2 separate regions of the Ovis canadensis genome follow, and region 1 is linked to region 2. A link is a contact called in public Hi-C data. All regions are on one chromosome and are shown on one strand. The core of a region is the stretch at or near the end of the contact, and the rest is flanking DNA. Distances in the headings are between cores, read along the strand shown.

Region 1 (6,732 bases), core at 2,642-5,141, 130 kb after region 2:
TTGCTGAGGGTCAAATTCCTAAAGCAGAAAAAGGGGGTGGGGACAGATTTCAGAAGGGGGCTGTGATGGGGGCAGTAAGCCACAGGGGCAGAAGGGCTGAGAGTGTGGGAATTAGGGTGTAGGGAGGGGTACAGGTTAGAAGATGGGAGAATCCAGCTGGGTAGAGGAAGGTGGGGGGAGGGCTGGAGGGCTGGATCTCAGTGGGAGGGAGGGTCAAGGGGACCCCGTGGGGGTGGACCACACACGAGTAGAGAATAGGAAGCAAAAAAAGGTAGCAGGCAAGGGGGTGGTGGTACTTCCTGGAATCAATACGGGATGGATGATACAGGGGCAGGTGGCAGCGAAGGCATATGAAAAACAAAGGAAGGGATGGATGGCTCAGTGAGTCTGGGAAGATCAGAGCTGGTGTGGGGAAAAGATGGGTGCTCCACGTGGCAGAGGGATGCCCCATTTTGGGAACAGAGGCAGACAGGGAGAAATGGTTAGACTGTCAGGGATTGAAGGCGCAATGGGGTTGGAGGTTAGTTGCCCCTTGTAAGTCCGGGCCAGGATGAGACACGCCCCTGGACACCTCCCGCAACTCCGGAACGGAGGCGGAGAAGCTCACCACGTGCTCGTCGCTGGAATCAGATTCGGAGCTGGAGTCGCTGCCGCTGCGCCGGTCTCCGTAGCGATCTTTCACTGTGGGACAAAGATGCGAGCCCCCCACCCAGGTGAGCCTGGGGGACCAGATCAAGGCCCACCTGCAGATTCCCCAACAGGCGCCGGCTCCCCACGCGCATGCGCCCCGCACTCACGCCGCTGCAGCTCCTCTCGCTCACGGTAGCGGCCGTACCTCGCCGCAAACGCCGCGTTCACCCGCAGGGGCGACGACCCGCGCGGCTCCGGCATGGCTGCTCTCCGACCCACTGCGCACGCGTCAGGAAAGCACCGCCTCCCTGGAGGCGGGGCTACGCACAGTTTACTTTAAATAGGGGCGGAGCCTCCTGGGCCGCCCAGAACCTTGCCCCGGGCCCTTCCGGGATCCCTGGCCCTGGGACCGCAGTCCCCGCCCACGAGCCACGCCTCTGCGGGGAAGGCTGCAGCCACCGCCCATCCCACTCCCCCACCCTCGGGGCTCCCGGCACCCAGCTGACATCTGGGGGCCCTTTCTCCACTCGCGGTTTCCTGCCTCCCTTCCGTTCCGACAGCGTAAACCGCTGCCCCACCCAACTCACTCACCCCTGGCGCCCTGGGAATTACCACTCTCTCCCCTCCTCCAAAGCATCCACGATCCTCGACCCCCAGGGCCCATCCCCACAAACATCCTGGATACGCGACTCTCCATCGCGTATCAAAAATGACAAGCCACTAGAGCTGTGGTCATGCACAAGTCTTAATTTAATGGGTAAAAACATTAAATTACACACACAACAATATTTTCTATAAAGCTTAATAAATAGACTTTTTTTTTAAACGCTGTACAAAGGGACTGGAAATGAAGCTTTCAACAAAATATGAATGAACTCATACTACCCTTTTATCGATTTGGAACACTCCCCCCTCCCCCATGCCGGAAAGCAGTGTGCACACTTGAGGTCTCTCTCCGTAAGCCGGCCAAGGTCGACAGGTTCCAAGAGCCTTGGAAGAGATGACCTCACTCCCTCACTCTCGAGGGCTGGGGTTTTAAACGCTCTGCCCTTGGGACTCAGTCTGTAGGCGTGGAGGAAAGTGAACCGTTCAGGTGGCTGTTGCCTCTAGGAGCCCTTCTCTGCCCAACACACCGAAAGGGGTGAGAAAAAAAAACGAGAAATGCACGTCAAACACACACACCCCAGAAATCAACACCAACAAGCCACAAACCGGTGCCCCTCGGCCGCGGGCAGGAGGAGCAAAAGGAGAAAGTGTTTCTTCCCTCTTCTGACACAGAACTCAGCTGGGTCCTGCTGCTGGAGTGGGTGGCCCCAGGTCACAGGGGTGCCACTGTGTGCCGCTGCAGTATGTCCATGAGCTCTTGGGCCCCTCTCCCCCGTGCCAGCTCTAGGGGTGTGAGCCCCCTGGCGTCCCTGTGATGGAGATCAGACTCGGCAGCCAGGAAGCTGACCACAGGGGTGTGGCCCTCTCTCACTGCCAGGTGGATGGGGAGCGCCCCGGTGCCATCGGGTGCGTTGACATCGGCACCGTGCTCCACCAGCACTTTTAGGGTGTCAAGGAATCCAGTGCGGGCTGCATCGTGGGCCGGAGTGGTGCCCGAGGCGTCCTGGACGTTGGGGCTGGCGCCTTGCTTCAGGAGTTCCAGGGCAATGGTGGGACTGCCGAACATCATGACCTGGTGGGGGGGATGGGGGTAGAGAAGGGTCAGGGAGTCTCCAAAGGAGGAGGTCTGGGGAAACGGGTGACTGGAGAGAGGGGTCATTCGGGAGTTGAGAATGCCAGATACAAGGTTCTCAAGAGAAGGAAAAACTCCGGGGAACAAAAACTTTCAGGCAGCTGTTGAGACCCCAGAGAACAAGATCTCCCGGGAATAAGGAACTTCAAAAAACTGGTCACCCCCCGCCCCCCGCTAGGGTATACCCCCGTGGAAATTTTGAAGGAAACTAAGACCCTCCCCCAAGGAACCAGAGACACTTCTCCCCACAGATGGGAAATCATCAGGAACTATGAACCCCACCAGGAAACAGACCTCAGAGAACAGTCCCCTCCAGGAAATGGAGATGGCCAGGGAATTTAAAACTCCTCCAAGGAATTTCCCCCTCCCATATAGTAGGGATCCTTTCTGATGAAATGGGGTTCCCCTTTTGTAAATGTCCCCAAGGGAACACGGACTCCCATGTAATCTGTGACTACTCCCTTATTGGTATCCCCCTCCCCAAATATGCCAGTAAGAAAACCCCGCGGGAATAGAGATTCTCCCCCACAGGAAACTGGATACCTCGCAGAGAACCCCCTGAAAATGGGTACACCTTGGAAACAGGAATCCTTCCTTCCTGCGGTCGGATCGTCCATAGATGCTCCAAGACATTGGAGCTGCCCTCATGAAACTCGGATCCAAAGAAGGTGAACCCTCACCCAGGGAATAAGAACTTCTCCAGGGAAACTGAATCCTTCGCAATCAGAGAACAAGGAATCCTCCAAAGATGGAAAGCTCTCCCCTCCCCCCAACCTAACCCCATCCACCACCCACCTAAGAAAGGGGACATTAGGGAGCCAAGTCAGCCCAGAGACGCAGGAACAGACCTCAGTCGGCTACCAACGGGAACAAGGAGAGAAGAGGGAAGGGGTCTGCGGGCCTGCCCGGGCTCACCTGCAGCGCCGTCTTGCCAAAGCGGTTCAGAACGTCTGGGTGCACCAGCTCGCGGTGCAGAAGGCGGCGCACCTCCTGCACGTCTCCTCGGGCCGCCGCCCCGCTCAGCCGGTCGCCGGCGTGGACCTCTTCCAGCAGCATGTCGATACTGGCGGCCTGCGAAGCCCCCCGCCCCACCCCGCGGCGGTCAGTGAGGGGGAGCCCACCGGCGCTAGCCCGAACAGCCCTCCCGCAGCGTCGCCGGCCTGCAAGGAGGTCGGACTCTCCTGTCCGGGTCTCGGGCGCGACCCCCGCCCTCCCGGCCGGCTCCTCCCCCTGTCAGCCGGTGGGTAGAGAGGGGCTGAGAGCCCAGGCCCAACCCTCCGCTAGCCCGCTGGGCCCTGCCCGGCGCCCGCCCCTTGGGGGCCGGGTCTCCCCCCAACTCACCCTCCCTCCTCCTCTTCGGGCGGGGTCTGTTCTGAGCCAGCGTCTCCGCCGCTGCGGAGCAGGCCGCTAGGGGGCGGAGCCAGAGCTCTCCGCGGATTTGTTTTCTTATGAACTTGCTACGTTGTAGCCCAGCTGCGATGCCCGGCTCCCGACCCTGTAGTGCTCCGCCCTCCTTGCCAGCGCAGCCAATGGCCACGCGTTGCCAGGGAGGCTTTGGGCGCCGGCGTGGGCGGGCCCGCTTCTGATTGGACAAACTGCGGCGACCGGTGAACCGCGAACAATGGCGGGGTTTTCGGTTTTTCAAAAGCGACGGGCGGGCGGGAAAGAGGGCCCGTTTAACTGACCCAGGGGAGAAAGGTCAGGCGCAGGGTAGCGCGGGCTGCTCCGGGACCTCGGCACTTCCGAGGGAAAAGGAGGCAGGGCTGGGACCGCCCAGTTTGGAGTTATGCGGTGCGATAATATTCGTTAGTTCTTACTGTGCAAAGTGCTTTATTTCATTCACTCACTGTGTGCTGGAGCCGTTCCTGGCGCTGGGGGTCCTGCATTCGAGCTACTGAGTAATTTTAGTGTTAAGCACCGTGAGGAAAATAAAGCATGGAAATGGGGTGAGTGAAAAAGGAATCACGTTTGGCTCAGATTGCGCCAGCCCTGGCACAGCAAATGCAAGGGTGTGGAAGAAAGTTCATTCACCAGCTGCCACGTGGGTGAGACTGGGAGGCGAGAGTCGCGTCGCAGGCTCTTAACAGAGGCCTTCAATAGCGGGGCCTTCACACATTTACCGACCTGCTACTGTGTACTATGCACCCCAGTAGAAAGCAAGCCAGGTGCCTCCTGACTGTTGGATACTTACCTTTTAGAGCTGGAGACGACAATAAATATTTTCAGAGTGCTATACACTGTGGAGCTGACAAAATGAGATAAATAATGGTGTCTTGGGAAATGAAGGCTTTGAAATAGAGAGGTCGGGCATGGCCACCCTAAGAAGGTGACATTTGATTTGAGACCTGAAGGTGAGGGAAGGAGCCGTGTGTCTCTCAGGAAAAACATACCAGGTGGAGGCGCTACAGATTCCAAGGCCCTGAGCTGTAACCATGTCTAGTAAGTCCAGGAAGAGCGAGGTATAGAGAGGGAGAGAAGGGGGAGGAGGTGAGGGGTGAACAGGTGTGTGGGCTGTGGTGAGCACTTTTACTTTTTAAAAAGAATGGGGAATTTCCCTGGCGGTCCAGTGGTTAAGACTCCGCGCATCTGCTGCAGGGGGTCCAGGTTCAATCCCTGGTCGGGGAACTACGGTCCCTCAAGCTGCTCAAAACGACAGAAATCAATGGGTGGAACCCTGGGAAGCTTCTGTATTGAGGAGCCACGGTCTAGTTTAGGAGTTAATAGGCGCCCTCTGGTGGCTATGATGGGAACTGGCTGTCATGGGAGAGGGAAGCCCAGAGCCTGGGAGACCAAGGTGGGAGCAATTGCGAGGGCCCAGCTGAGAGATGACCAGGGCTGAGAAATGGATATGTTGCCCACTCTTTTCCCAGCACCCCAGGGGCACCTCTGACATCCCCAGCCCCCAGCCAAAAAGTACATAACAGCAGCTAGATTCATCTTTTTAATGCCATCCTAAAACTCAGAAATGGGCCAGTGGGGCCTCTGGGCTCAGCAGCAGTGGAGGAGGGACTCCCCACGCCTCCTAAGGCAGGTCACTGCAAAAAGGCACTCATGAAGGGGACTTCAAGCCCCTCTTCTATTTCTTCATATAAAACTGGGGGAGGGGGAGGGGTGAGAGTCTGAGAGCTGGAGATTATCACTCCCAGCCTACCAGTAAAGGAAATGGGTAGGAGCAAGTCAGGTGCTGGGAGTAACAAACCAGTAATTCAAGAGCTGCCCTCACACACACACACCCCGTCTTCCCTCCTTCTTTAGTGGAGGCTGCAGTGGGGCCTGGGGAGAAGACAGCCCAGGTTCAGGCCCCCACTTCTCCCTTCTAGCTGGTACGAAGTTGATAATCTGTAGGGAAACAATGAGCAGGGACCATCTCAGAATTGGGGGAAGGAGACAGGACAGCACCCCCACCCACAACCCATCCCCTTCCCCAGTGCTCATGATCAACCCCACAAGTTTGTAACAGGGCTAAGGATGGGCTCAAACATGGCGACTGTAACCACAGCAACATGCCTGTCTCCAGGCAACAGACGGGGCTGCTGTGTGTTCAGTTGCTTATCCAAACCCCACCACCACCACCCTGGAACTGGCAACTGTCCCCATTTTAAAGATAGGCAAACCGAGACTCGGGAGGGCACACTGACAAAGATAGGATAGACCTGAGGGCCACGCCTGTCGGTTTTGGAGCTCTCTGAGACAAGATGTTTCAAAGCCCCAAGACCATGCCCATTCATCTCCTTGTCCCTGTCATCTCAGGGAGCCGGGCCACCTTACCGCCACTCTGGGTGATATAGCGGACCCAGGGCAGGGCCTGGTAACCACTCTTCTCAATGATCTTCATGTATCGGACCTGGAAAGGGATGAAAGGAGGTGGCCCAGGGTAGGGGGGACAGAGCAGGCTGGGGCCAGGGGAACATAAATAACACAACTTCCGGGAATAAGAAAGCACAGCCTGGGAGGAATGAAGTAACAAGGCTCAGGACAAAGATGTGACCAGGACAGTGTATGTGTGTGGGGAGATCAGGTGGTCCAGGACAGTGGGAAAGATGGCACGTCCTAAGAGAATTGACCCAATGCAGTTTAGGCACAGGGCAAAGCCAGGGGGGAGGGGAAGGGGACCCAGGCTGAGAGCAGAAAAAGCAACACTGTGAGACTTCCCTGGTGGCTCAGTGTTAAGAATCTGCCTGCCAACACAGGAGACTCGGGTTCAATCCCCGATCTGGGAGGATCCCACATGCCCTGGGTCATCTAAGCCCATGCGCCACAACTACTGAGTCTGTGCCCTAGAGCCCAGGAGCCGCAATTAGTGAGGCCACGTGCTGCAACTGCTGAAGCCTGTGCACCTAGAACCCGCGCTCCACGAGAGAAGC
Region 2 (7,026 bases), core at 1,593-4,092:
AGATTCCACATGCTGCAACTAAAGATCCAGCACACTATAACTAAGACCCTGTGCGGTCAAATTAATTTAAAAAAAAAAAAAAAAAACCCTCACTGGATCACAGCAAGTCAGTGATATGCAGAAGGAGCAGGATATGAACCCAGTCGGGCAGGCCTGCGCTCACAAGGGTACCAGGCTACCTTTTGGCTAATCCCCTCTTCCACTCTTGGTATTGCTTACTCTTTCCTCCCAGGCGCCGAGCCAAGTTCTTTCAAGATCTAATCTCATTTCATTTTCACGACAGTCTCATGGAGGCGGAGGGCTCGCTCCCCCAAAGCAGTGATGGTCCTGTGGCAGGGCTGGAGCCCAGGCTGCCAGTCACTGGCAGCTGAACCTCGTGCTGGAGACACCAGGCTCCCTGCCTCCACTCATCTCCACGACAGCCCTGGGTCCTCAGCGGTTGGACAGGGAAAGGTTTTGCGCCAGGAGGGAGTAGGGCGTGGTGAGAGGAGGACGCTGTATGAGAGCGGGCATGGCCTCCCAAACCAGCAGGACCAAACCTGGTGATAGAGATCAACTTCGTGACAAGAATAGGTGTTCCCGAGAATGAGCTTTAAAGCTTTGCGGAGAGCTTCAATATTTCATCATAAAATGTCACATATGGCAAGAGAGAAATACTAGAACTTTCTTTTTCCACTCCAGTGGCTTGCCCACCAGGTACACTAGCCAGGTGAAAGGGTTAGTCGCTTAATCGTATCCGACTCTTTGCAACCCCATGGACTGTAGTCCACCAGGCTTCTCTGTCCATGGGATTCTCCCTCCAGGCAAGAATACTGGAGTGGTCACTATTCCCTACTCCAGGAGATATTCCCCACCCAGGGATTGAAGCTGGGTCTCCTGCACCGCAGGCAGATTCTTTACCATCTGAGCCACCAGGGAAGCCCTAGCCAGGAGGCTGCTGCTTTAAGTAATGGGTTGGACCCAGAACTGGGACTAGATGTAGGCACGGATACTGTATCTCAGCAGGATGAGGAAGGGCACTTCTAGGTGTTTCTGGATAAACAACTGCAAGCTGATACATGGGAAGACAGAATGAGGTTTTCCTAACTGGAAAGTTCTAGAAGGTATATTCCATAAGTGTGAGAGCAAAGCAGCCCCTGGAATGTGGGTGTAGGAGCTCTGAGTTGGTGGAGCAAGAAGTTAGCACACAAGGTCTCAGGAGAGCCATTCTGTTGGTCTGTGAGCACAGCTGAGCGGCTGCGGGGGTGGGGGGTGGGGTTGCAGGTTGTCGAAAGAACATACAGACTTGGGATTCTGGGGGTCTGTATTTGGGGGAAAATAGATAAAAGAAGGGGCGGTGAATCTGGAATCAGGATGGGTGGGTTCCTTGTAACAGCAGGGTCATTGTGGATGTCTGAGAATAGCACACCAAGTTTGGGTCAGAAGGGAGATGGGATGGATTTGGGTCCTGGACTTGGGTTTGAATGTGGCATTCTGAAGCTGGCAAAGGTTCCCACTGGAAGTCTGTCTTGGGGGTGGGCGGGGACTGGGTGTGAGGTACCAAGGAGGGGCAGGGGTTCTGGCTGGGCAGGAAGCCACGTGGGTAGGGTTTCCTGATGTAATGGGAAATTGGGTCTAACAGTACCAGAGGCTAAAGAAGAGCCTCCGGAATTGGAGGCTCCATCAGGGTGGAGGTGGTGGTTCATTCTGAACAGGACCCAAGTTTCAAAATTCCAGGCCTAGATGAGACTGAGGGCCTTGGGGGGAGGGGGTACCAATCTTTGTTCTAGGGGAGGGGTCCTGGGTGTGGGTTGGAGTCCCAAGCCTGGAACAGAAATCTCAGGGGAAGACAGAATTATTTTATTCAGAGGAGTAAGACTTCTGGATCTGAACCATAAGGATCCAGAAAAGCAGGTCGCAGAACAGACTTAAACTATTGGGAACTCTAGGGTTTTGGAGGACTTCCAGACGGGGCCAGTGGTAAAGAGCCTGCCTGCCAATGCAGGAGACATAAAAGATCCCTGGATCGAGAAGATCCCATGGAAAAGGAAATGCCAAACGACTCCAGTATTCTTGCCTGGAGAATCTCACGGACAGAGAAGCCTGGCGGGCTACAGTCCATGGGGTCACAGAGTTGGACACGACTGAAGCGACTGAGCACAGGGGTTAGGAGGAGCCATGGAACAGCCAAGATCTTAACTGGGTACCCGACTAGGTTCAGGATCCAGATTCTGAGGTAGAAATCTGGGTGTAAATGGAAGATCCCAAGCAGGATTGGGAGGCACGTCAAAAGCTTGTCTTGGCAGTCTAAATTCTAAAAATATACCGTACAGGTCAACCTGGCGTTTCAAGAAGAAACTGGAAGCGCGGGGCGGTGGGGGTGGGGGTGGGGGGCGGCGCCGGCATCGCGGGCAAGGAACTCAGGGGTCCCGGCAATTCTATGGCCCCGGAATTGAATCGAAGAACCCTAGGCTATTCGGAAAGTCCAGGCTGTAGGGGGCAATCCCAGGTATCAATGGCTGGTGCCCCCCCGGCAGTATCAGGGGGTCAGAACTCTGAAGCGGAGTCCCGGGAGTGGGGGAAGGGGCTGGGCGCGCGAGCTCTACCTGGTGCCGCCAGCGGAAGAGGCTAGCGGTGTCGATGTTGGGGTGCGTCTCGTCTTCATCATCAGACACCTCGATGTGGTCCCACACGCTGTAGTCCACCATCTTGCCTCGGGGCCCAGCCCTCCAGGGTTCTGGTAGCGGTGACGGCGACGGCGGCGGCGGCAGCGGCAGCACTGAGACACAGCCCGCGGAGCCCCGCCCCTTCCGCTTCCGCCCTGACGCTTACACCCCTCCCTCGCGTGACGTCACATCCTTAGTAACCTCAGCAGCGGCACTGGCGACCAAGTTCTTAAAGAGCCCTGCGCACGTGTTCCGGCTCTCGGGAGTCCGCTGAGACCTCACCCCATCCGGCTTCCGGCCTCCACTAGGCCCTTCCTGGGGAATTACGGGTGGGTTCTCCAACCTCGAGCCCCCCTCATCTCCCGCTACCCCACGGTGGGCGTTTACGGCAGCCTTGGGAGAGGGGGCAGTTGGCGAGACTGAAAAAGAGGATTGTCCTCTTAGCCACGCCACAGTGACGTCAGCCTGAGCCCACTACTGGGGCTCGGCCTCGGCGAAAAGACCTCGCTCCCGTCTTTTGTGAAGAGGGACTTAACTTTGTCCTGGAGATGGTGCCTGATGGGAAAGGACCTTCCCAGTACAAGGGGTACAAGGCCCTGCTCTAGGAGGGTCTAAGTGAAGGAAGGTTGTGGCCCTGCCCTCGAGGAGTCGAGATGGGGGCGATGTGGCCCTGCCTTGGGACCTGGTGTTTCCCTGGCTCGGACCACAGCTTCCCCTCTTGCCTCCCCCATCTTCTGCCACTCCTTAGCGGGGATTCGCGCATACACGCCCCCTCTGGAATCACCCGACCGCACTTAACGGGCCTCATTAGCTTGTCTACGGCGGCTCCCCATGCATCCGCTGGGTGTCGCTAGTGTCTAACTAGCGGCCAGTGCGGGTGCCCCGCGCCAGGTGGGGGAGGGGTGGAAGAGCTTGGAAGTGCGCACGCAGGGGGTCTTTCTCCGTCGAGGTACTCTGGGACTCCTCGCAGTCCCTCCCTCTTTCGTCTGGGATCCCCTTCCTCGTTCCAGACTCTAAGAACTCCATTACACTGAGCTTGGGCGACCGCAGCCACACATTTTCATGTATCCCTACCCACGCTTTGATACAGGGATAAAAGGCTGCGTTGCAGCCTAGGGCCAGGATTATCTCAGATTAAAGGGCGCAGGGCGGGGGACAGGGAGAATGGGTAGAGATTCAGCCACTTGAGTGAAGGGCGCCTCTTCCAGACTCCCCCCAACCAAGCAGGCGTTTGGGGGGACGCTGGAGAGGAAGGAGTAAAGATCTTTAAATGGGTGGGGTGTGGGGGATTCCCCGGCCCCGGGAAGGGGTGGGGCCATCCGGACAAAAGCGCCCGCCCGCCGCTGCCCCTCCCCCTCACGGTCCATTCAAACCCGCGAGTAGGCGGGCGGGGGCGGGGGAGTCCCCCTTTCCTCCTCCTCCTCCAACCCTGGCGGTTCAGCATCACAGCGGCCGTCAAGGCCCGGGTACGCGCGCGCACGGACCTACATCCCAGCGGGGCTCCCGATCTCACACATACACACACACACACACACACACACACACACACACACACCCCGGCAAACAAAGGGTCTGGACACCCCGGTCCCCTCCCGCCCCCCAGGCCGGAGAGGGCGGGGCATCCCCTCCCCAGCCCCCCTGCAAGGTAAGCTTTGGACTACGACTGCGGCCGGGAGGGGGACCTGGCCCCTGGGAGGGAGAGGCTCCGGGCGGGGAAGGGGGAATTCCATCGCTCCCCAAGAAAGGCAGGGCCCCCCACGTAGCCGGTTGAGGGCTGCAGGCTGGCCTCCAGGCTGAGGGTGTATAGGGAGGACCCCGAATCGGGATTCCCGGGTAGGCTCGGGGAGGGGGGGAAAGGTGGGGGCGGGGGATGTCTCTACCCAGCTTCGGAGACCGGAGCTGCCCGGCCCCAACGAATCAGGGTCCCAGGAGCCCCAGCTCCCAGAATTGGGGACAGGGCGCCGGAAGCTCCCCCATCAGCGCCAGGCTTTTACTAATCTCCTGCCAACACAGCATCTCCACTCCTGGGGACTGAGACAGAGACCCCTGAGTTGCTTCGCACTGTCCCTCGCCCTCCCAACCACCCACCCCCCATCAGCGCATCTCCAGCTGGATGTGTGGCAACTCTGGGGTGGGGGTGGGGGTCTGGGAATGCTCCTCTGGGCTCCCAAGCTTCCTCTGCTGCATCCCACAGCCACACACTGCTTAGCTGCGGTTGTGGGACTGGGCAAACGGTTTGCCTTCCTGAGTCTCAATTTCCTCATCTGCAAAGTGGGTGATGACTCACCCAGGATTAGGGGAGGTCTTGTTTTCCAGTCTACATTAGTCCGTCATTTATTTTCAAGCTCATTCCACACGTATTTCCCAAGTGCCTACTGTATGTCAGGGCCCTGTGGCTGGGTGGTCAGACTACAGCAACCAAAGAGAAGCTGGGTCCCGGCTTGGCTGACCCTGGAGACTGCTGAGGGAGCAAGATCAGTATGTGAACAGAGAAATCCCCTCAGTGATTTTAGACTGTGAAGACTAAAATTCCATGAGGCATGGAGAGTGATTTCAGGAGAGGGTGTCCAAGATTCAATGAGATTTTATGGTTTGTATCTGCCTTCATCATTCACTTTCTGCTCCACGGGGGCAGGGCAGGTCTAGAAGAGTGCCTGGTACACAATAGGTGCATAATAAATATTGAATTAATTCAAGAGGGAATTGATTGAAACTATTTTCATAGTGCTTTAGGTCAAATAGGAGGCTGGTCATGAACCAACCCATCCTCTCTCCCATGTTACAGATGGGGCAAGTGAGTCCCTTAGACCCAGAAAAGGGGAAAGATGTCATCAAAGGCAGTACAGGAAGTTGATCGGACGTTGTCATTCCCATACAGTGAGGACGGCTGAAGAAATGGCTGTGAACAGCTGGGAACGGAAGAGAATAGAGACCCGACTTGAGCACAGGTCCCTCCAGGCACCCATGACATCTATCAGCCCCTATCTCTCTCCTCATACCACACAGACACAGCCCTATGTTCATCCACTGAAACGGTATTTACTCTGTCTACTGTGTACCCAGTGCTCAGGACACAGCAGTGAACAGATCAAAACCCCCTACCCCCACAGAGCTGACATTTAGTAATCAGTGAAGAAACAGCAACATATATATATAACAACAAACTGCTTCCCCAGTGGCTCAGCAGTAAAGAATCACAGGAGACAGTTCCCATCCCTGGGTCAGGAAGATCCCCTGGAGGAGGAAATGGCAACCCACTCCAATATTCTTGCCTGGAGAATTCCGCGGACAGAGGAGCCTGATAGGCTGCAGTCCAGGGTCAAAAAGAATGGAACCTGATTGAGCAACTGAACGATTTAATTCACAAAAGAGAAAAATTGAGGCTTCCACTTTGGGATGGGTATCCAGGAAGACCTCCCAGAAGAGTTGTATTGCTCCTCAAACACACACACACACACTTTGATCCAGACAAACGTAGGCACACAAACACCATACACAGGCTGGAGAACCAAAAGTGCCTGAGGCTGCATAGCTACTGGGTGGCTGTGCAAAGATCTGAACCCAGAATCTACATTTCTGACCAGTGTAAAATGTTGCATCCTTACGCAGGCACCCTCCTCACATGTGTGCGCACACACACACACACACACACACAGCCAGCCTTATGCCCACATAGACTGATGTGGTATCATTTTGTCACGTACACACACTCCTGGCAAGTATGATCTGCTTTCATCTACACGATACTCAGACTCCCAGCGAGTTCGACCCGTCCAGCTGCAAATGGACAACCATGTACAAAGTCTCGTGTTCACATACATGCACGTGCACACACACGTATGCCCCATGGGGAGGGGGTGGAGCTGAGAGCCCTTCCCAGCTCCAAGGCATGGAGCTTCGGTAGTCACTGTCCCTCCTTAGGCCTGAACGATCTCAGCAAGCTGCAGACAAGGGCATTTATCGTCATTTCTGTCCCTCTCTGGCCACCCATCGCCATGTCCTCCTGAAGGTGGTGGGGGCTGGGTGAAGCCAGTGCTCCTGTCAGGCCAGGCCAGGAGCACTGAGCAGCTGGATGAGTCAAGAGGCTCCTCCTCAGCCTGAGCCTACTTGGCCATCTGGACCCCTTCCCCAGTGGGCTGCTGCCCAGGGTTGGGGGAAGGCAGGTTTAGCGGCTCCCCCACCACCTGGGCACTCAGGCCAGTTTCTGAGGACCTGCCTCTCATGCCCAGGTTTCTGCCAGGGCTGATTTCTACAAAGCTGCACAAGTGTCCAGGCAGTGGTGGCATGTGTGTGTCTCCACCTCCACCCCTGGGCCTCCTCCACTCCTTCCTTCATTCCACAAATCCTTGAACACCTACCATGGGCTGTTCTGGGCACTGGG

The links. A called contact is a pair of places that touch in the nucleus more often than the background predicts.
Region 1: a Hi-C map of lung shows a contact between it and region 2, with 5 times the contacts expected there. The contact joins the promoter of CDKN2D here to the promoter of CDC37 in region 2. A contact is called at or near these places in 2 of 2 Hi-C or Micro-C datasets (fibroblasts and lung).

What each region holds. Positions count from the first base shown.
Region 1 is chr5:27,785,735-27,792,466 of ARS-UI_OviCan_v2, forward strand. It overlaps CDKN2D (cyclin dependent kinase inhibitor 2D), which reads right to left and starts at 3,892. Exons shown (of 3, transcript XM_069591081.1): 1 at 3,710-3,892; 2 at 3,284-3,439; 3 at 1,358-2,308. The coding sequence starts at 3,424. The coding sequence ends at 1,949. KRI1 (KRI1 homolog) reads right to left here and starts at 973. Exons shown (of 19, transcript XM_069591057.1): 1 at 798-973; 2 at 608-681; 3 at 1-18. The coding sequence starts at 891. AP1M2 (adaptor related protein complex 1 subunit mu 2) reads right to left here. Exons shown (of 14, transcript XM_069591079.1): 13 at 6,137-6,212; 14 at 5,297-5,707. The coding sequence ends at 5,685.
Region 2 is chr5:27,653,170-27,660,195 of ARS-UI_OviCan_v2, forward strand. It overlaps CDC37 (cell division cycle 37, HSP90 cochaperone), which reads right to left and starts at 2,843. Exons shown (of 8, transcript XM_069589231.1): 1 at 2,586-2,843. The coding sequence starts at 2,687.